Regions from separate parts of the Mus musculus genome. Here region 1 is linked to region 2. A link is a contact called in public promoter capture Hi-C data. All regions are on one chromosome and are shown on one strand. Each heading gives the region's core, a stretch centred on a gene start, on an enhancer-like site or on the middle of the called end of the contact. The rest is flanking DNA. Distances are from core to core; before and after follow the strand shown.

Region 1 (3,081 bases), core at 15-2,514, 910 kb after region 2:
TGATATTTTTGCTTAATGCAGCCTTTTTATAAAGCTTAAATATAATCAATGGAAGGTTAAACCCATTGGTTCTTCCTACATTTACTCTGAGTTATTATAGATGAATTGTCTACAACTTAAACTTTGAAGACTGAGTTTTAAATGAGTGTTTTTCAGAATATAAACCTTGTAAGGAAAAGGACAGAATGGTGGAGAATGTAGGACAAGCAGACAGTAAAGAAGAGCTGGGCTGCAAAAGAGATGTGAAAAAAAATCTACAATTTCACACACACACACACACACACACACACAGAGGTCACAACTCAGTGACCTTTCCCTTATGCGCTAGAATTCTGTGGCCTATTATGCAAAAAAGAAGTTTTACATACAAAATTAAGTTATATTTTTCGTGCTGGCATCTCATTTAATTACTAAAACGAAAAGGCTCATTATAACCTCTTTTTCAACAATATTAGAGATAACCTATTAAAATAGATCCCAGAGAACAAAACACCAAAGGGTAGAAATCATTAGGAGGTAGATTTTTAAAGTAAAGAAACTAGATAAAAAAATCTTTCAATTTTTGATAATCAGTAATTACTTAGTTGACCATGAAATCTGAGATGGAAAGAGATACAAACGATTGAGACAGCTGACAATCTCTTCCCAAGAACAAACTAAATGGGAACCCTCATCAGCCAGAATGGGGAAGAAATGTCCTTGTGGCCTCTCCACATCACTTTTGCCCTGCATTCGGTCCTTTGTTCCATCTGTCTGTCACCTTTTCAAACTCTGCACCATCCACTTGTCACGCTAGTCTCCACAGCCACCCGTGCAGATCGTCCCACAAAACTTCCTCTCAGGTCTGTCAGTCTCACTTAAACCCTTCCAGGGTTCTCCTACACTGTGGGACGCCAGGTGCCTGCACAGAGGCTGGCAACTGGGTAGTGGATCACTGTGCCATCTGGTCTCCCGGGGAGCAAAGAGCGGCGGGGACAGAATTACAGAATCCGGAGGAGTCTGTCTCCATACCACCCTCCCATCCCAGAAGGAACCCGGGGTACAGTCTGCACTCACAGCGCACGGTGTGGAAGGCACAGCGCGGCTGCTTCTCGAAACTTTCGCCTAGCTTGAGAACCCGCTCGCGACGGTCCAGGTATGCAAGTCCCGCTGGTCCACTCATCCTCGTCCCCTGCCTCCCGCTTTTGGCCTTCGCCGTCCCCTGCCACAGCCTCTGGAACAGCTGCACTGGCTGCGAGCTTGAGTTCGGTGCCCGGGACCAGCTCCTTTCACCTCCAGACGCGTGCGGCCGCCCCTTGGAGCGCCCCGAGTCTTGATTGGCTGTCTGGAGACACCTGCCCCGCCCCTCGCCCCAGGGCCCCGCCCCGCCCCTGGCCACCATCCCCGCCCCTAGCCCCCTTCCCGCGTCGCGACGCACACAGCTCGGCGGAGACCGCCTCGCTGAGGTACGCTGTGCGGGTCGGGCCCTGAGGTGGACGGACGCGGGGAAAGAGATGAGGTAACAGACCCGAGATGGCGGCTGGGATGGAGGAAAGGCCCTAGGGGGGCGGGGAAGCTAGGACGCCAGACACCCAGGGCAGAACTGCCTGGCGGGGCCTGGTAACGGGAGCGTGGGCCTCCTCCGCGCCGGGCCCGCAGGTTTGGTGTGGAAACGGACGCCTGACGAGAGGTGGCGGCCGGGCCCAGGCCTGGGGCCTCCTGAGGCCTAGCTGCTCTGAGGCGGGTCTGGAACCCCAGCCGCGCCCCCTCAGGTGATGTGACCAGACTGGAAACCTCTGGAAGCCGCGCAGTTACCTTTAAGGGCCGTTCATTTATTTATTTTTTCTTCTTTCTTTCTTTCTTATTTATTTATTTATTTATTTATTATTTTTTAATTAGCCCTTTAAAAACACAGGCTTTTCCCGCCGGGGTTAGGACCTGAGGAGGGGGCGTTTCCGGAGGCGACGGAGAAGCCTAGGGTTAGGGGTAACTGACTGCTGTACGTTTGTTTCTGGCATTTGTTTCTGTAGTGATTCCTGGAAGCACTGAAGAGCGCGGCCTTGGGACTCTTGATTTCTCAGAGATCAGTCTAGCAGTAGGGTAAGAGCGTCAATTGATTGATAATTGCCTTCACACACACACACACACACACCCCACCTCACAGAAGTGTTATGAAGTAGGAGAAAGCGTGCTTTGTATTGGAGGATTATTCAGAGAAAGTCTACAGTGAGCCCCCTCAGGTGATTCTTCAGGTTAATTGTGGCATCAGACTATGCTTTCAGCACTTCTACCTTAAATAGGTTTGTCAATTTATTTTTTTCAGATGGATGAGGGATTATTTTTTGCCTTCTACCCTTTAAAGATACAAGGAGAGATTGTTCAATGTATTTATGCACGAAGGTTCTGAAGCCAGAATCTCTGGGCTTGTACGTCAGCTTCATACTCTCAATGTGATTTTTGTGCAAGCAAATCAAACAAATGTGTTTATCATTAGAATTGGGGAAATAATAATAGCTATGTAAAAAATAATGCCATTCCTTAGAATTGTTGAGGTGGTTAAATGAGTTAATACATGCTCTCTAAATAATTATTTTGGGTTCAGCAATACTTTCATATTTTTAGACTTAATCATTGCTGAATGCCTTATAAATTTTGAAGTCTAGGGACAAGGGATGGCTATTATGTTCATAGATGAAAACACTGGTTTAGAGAAACCCAGGTGGTTGATTTTGTGGCCATCTAATGTCAAGAGGGATTTGTTCAGTGGCACAAGTGAGTGGATGTATACTTTCACATTGATTTTATTACCATATTGTATAAAGTAATTTGCAATCAGAATGGCCACCAGTGAAGGGAATGTTTAAGCATATTTTGATGAATTCTTACAAAGAACAGGATAATGTAGACACCGGAAAGAGTAAGACAACATGCATTCTCTTGGAAAGTTTTACATCTTCTACATGCTAGGAATGTTATTGGGCTTTCTTTAAAATAGTTTCAGTGGATTTGTCTATTAATGATTTATATTTTACTCAAGAAGAGGGTCTCACTATAGTTCTGGTTGTCTTGAAACTCACTATATAGAGGTCCGTCTTGAACTCA
Region 2 (3,003 bases), core at 332-2,831:
TGGACTTGCTCTTGCAGAGTTTAGCACCTACATCCATATGCTTACAACATCTTTAATTCCAGACCTAGGGGTCCAAGCCTCTGGTCTCCACAGGTATCTGCCTTCATATGAAACCCTGCCCCACATACTCAAAACATTTTAAATTTTTTCTATAATGTATTAGTAAGTTGTATGTTAATTTAATTTAACTAATTTACTTATTTTGCATTCTGGGGGTTGAACCCTGAGCCTTGTGCATGCTAAGCACACACAATGCCACCAAACCTGTATTAGTTATTGTTATACTGCTGTGACGAGGAACCCTGACCAAGGCAACTTATAAAAGAAAGCGTTTAATTGAGGGCTTGCTTACAGTTTCAGAGGGTGAATTCATGACTGTCATGGCAGAGAGCTTGACACCAGGCATAGCCCTAGAGAAGTAGTCGAGAGCTTACACACTGAAATAACAAGTGTAAGGCAGAGAGACAGACAGACAGATGGACAGACACAGAGAACATGCAAGCTAGCTAGAAATGGCATGAGCTTTTGAAACCTCCAAGCCCATCCCCAGAAACACACCTCCTTCCACAAGACCACACCTCCTATTCACTCCCAAACAGTTCCACCACCTGGAGACCAAGCATAGAAGACTATGGGGTCCCTTTGTATTCAAAGGTTTACACCTCCTCTAGCAAATATACTTTAGTTTTTACAAGTGAAGAAAAAAAGTCCAAACATATTTGTGTGGTGTGTGAGTGCGTGTGCATGTGTATGTGTGATTCTGGGATCATGTCTTGGTCTAAGTTACACACTATTGTGTAAAAGAGTAGGTTTTCAAACTGAGCTTTGCTCCGAGAGACTCCATTTACAAGCGGCCTTTGACTCCTTTTCAAAGATGGAGGATGGCCGTGCCATTGGGTAGATGCGTGCACTGCCCCATTTGCCCCACACCATCCATGCACAATAGACTGATAATTTATCTCTGAGAGTAGGAAGTATGCTACCCTATAAGTTTATTGGGGTAAATTATGATTGGCATTTGGCCATATTGTAAACATATAGGGAAATCAGGCCAAAGACTGTGTCAGACACACCAGACCAAGGAAAATATATAACTACCTCACCTGAACCCTCAAAGATGTGATGGGAATCCCCTAGTTCTGTGATGGGAACCACATCCACCAAGCTGTTATCTTCAGGGACTAGGAATTAAACAGATTCCTTGAGAGGCAGATAGACAGGGAGAGGGGCCATCACTAATAAAGATGGTGAACTTCCAAGAGCACTCGCTTCCTCCATTCCTTCTAGATCTGAGGCAAAAACTTAAAACACAGGTCTTTGTAGACGTCTTCTCCTGCCAATAGGTCCCGACCCCTCAAGCTCATAGTGAGGTCAAGACACAGTTACACAACAGTTGTGAGAGTGACCCTTGAAAGACTAAAAACTCCCAGCCTTCAGGGATAGGTGGGTTTTCTGTGTGCCTGCTGTATGGGTGTGTTCTTGCCCCTAATAAAAGCCTTTCTTTAACTGCTAGTTCTGGCTGCTTGCTCTCTAGCACACCCCAGGCTGATGCTGATGCACCCTTGGCCATTCAAGCCTTGGGTGGCTTTCACTTTCTGTTCTGCCAAGATGTAAACAGGAAAGTTTTGTTCTCCTCTTTCCAGTGTGAAGAATCCTGGAAATAGAGCGATAGAAAGCTTTACTTACAACAAGTTGGCAGAGGTCTAAGAGTGGGGGGTTTTGTCTGTTAAAAAGCCATCTTCCTTAGAGGTTGTGGCCCAGGGCTTTTATAGGGATTTTTGTGGGGAGCAGGGGAGGTGAGGAGGCAAGTCAGATGGAGGTCACCCGTGCAGCTGCCAGAAGCTGGTGTCATGCTTCCCTATGCTAATCCTGGTTCCTACAGATCTCAAGGTATTCCCAGTTCCATGAAGCTAAAGAAAGGTTACAAGTGGGAAAGTCTGATGAGTGTACTTTTAGTTTCTATTCCCAGAAACAGTCAGGTCTACAGTTAGTCATTAAGATTAAACGAACAGGAAGACTGAAAACCAATAAAACCCCGGAGGCAGGCCCAAGGCAACTGGATCTGAGAGTATTTACAGCGATTCACACAATAGATTTTCCCAGCGTTGGAGGGTGGGTCTTGCTGTATATCTCAGGCTAATGTCAAGCTTGCTATGAAGCTAAAAATCTCCTGCCTGGAATCTCAAGCTTGTGCCACCATATGCTGTCTAGAACAGTTTTAACCCATTAGATGTGCTTCAGTCTAAGGCTCCATCTACAGCAAAGCTAGAGGAGACTGATGGTAAACCCTCCAGCCATGTGATCCCCCCAAATTAATGATTTGAGAGAAAAAAAGTACATTTAGTTTTTATTGATGTGTATGTGTGAGTCAGGATGAGAATATATATATATTCTCATACATATATATACACATTTAGATGTACATATATGTATATATACAAATATACAAATATATATATATATATATATATATATATATATATATATATATATATATAGTGTGTGTGTGTGTGTGTGTGTGTGTGTGTGTGTGTGTGTGTGTGTGTGTGTATGTGTGTACCAGATGTATGCCGAAGCCAACAAAAGCCAGAAAAGGGCATTGGACCTTCAGGAACTAGAGTTCTGTTGGGCCATTTATTCAGCCCTTCAAATTAGTAATATTCATTTATTTGTTTGTTTGCTTGCTTGCTTATTTGTTTTTTTCAAGACAGGGTTTCTCTGTATAGCCCTGACTGTCCTGAAACTCCTTTTGTAGACTAGGCTGGCCTGGAACTTAGAGATCCACCTGTCTCTGCCTCCTGAATCCTGGAACCAAAGGTGTGTGCCACCAGGTCTGGCAAATTAATGTTTTTTGTTTTATTTTGGTTTAAAGATTTATTTATTTATTTCATGTATGTGAGTACACTGTCGTTGTCTTCAGACACACCAGAAGAGGGCATCGGATCCCATTACAGATGGTTGTGAGCCACCATGTGGTTGCTGAGAATTGAACTCGGGACCTCT

Evidence for each region. Promoter capture Hi-C pulls out the DNA fragments that hold promoters and counts their contacts.
Region 1: a promoter capture Hi-C map of the HPC-7 cell line shows a contact between it and region 2, with 3 times the contacts expected there. The contact joins the promoter of Eaf2 here to the enhancer-like site in region 2. A contact is called at or near these places in 5 of 39 promoter capture datasets (the C10 cell line, the HPC-7 cell line, cranial neural crest and 2 more), 1 of 484 Hi-C or Micro-C datasets (the Ba/F3 cell line) and 1 of 115 datasets of contacts at active chromatin or transcription factors (the 230-238 cell line).

Annotation. Positions count from the first base shown.
Region 1 is chr16:36,826,995-36,830,075 of GRCm38.p6, forward strand. It overlaps Eaf2 (ELL associated factor 2), which reads right to left and starts at 1,265. Exons shown (of 6, transcript NM_001113401.1): 1 at 1,057-1,265. The coding sequence starts at 1,162. It overlaps Iqcb1 (IQ calmodulin-binding motif containing 1), which reads left to right and starts at 1,406. Exons shown (of 15, transcript NM_177128.4): 1 at 1,406-1,498; 2 at 2,010-2,079.
Region 2 is chr16:35,917,315-35,920,317 of GRCm38.p6, forward strand. It overlaps the pseudogene Gm10237. Among named protein-coding and RNA genes, the nearest start is that of Parp9, 20 kb to the right of the region's middle. Within about 2 kb of position 1,582, at least 126 of the 459 cell types and tissues checked have an H3K27ac peak or open chromatin away from gene starts, as enhancers often do. A contact at or near this core is called in the 230-238 cell line, the Ba/F3 cell line, the HPC-7 cell line and 1 more, where this site is marked.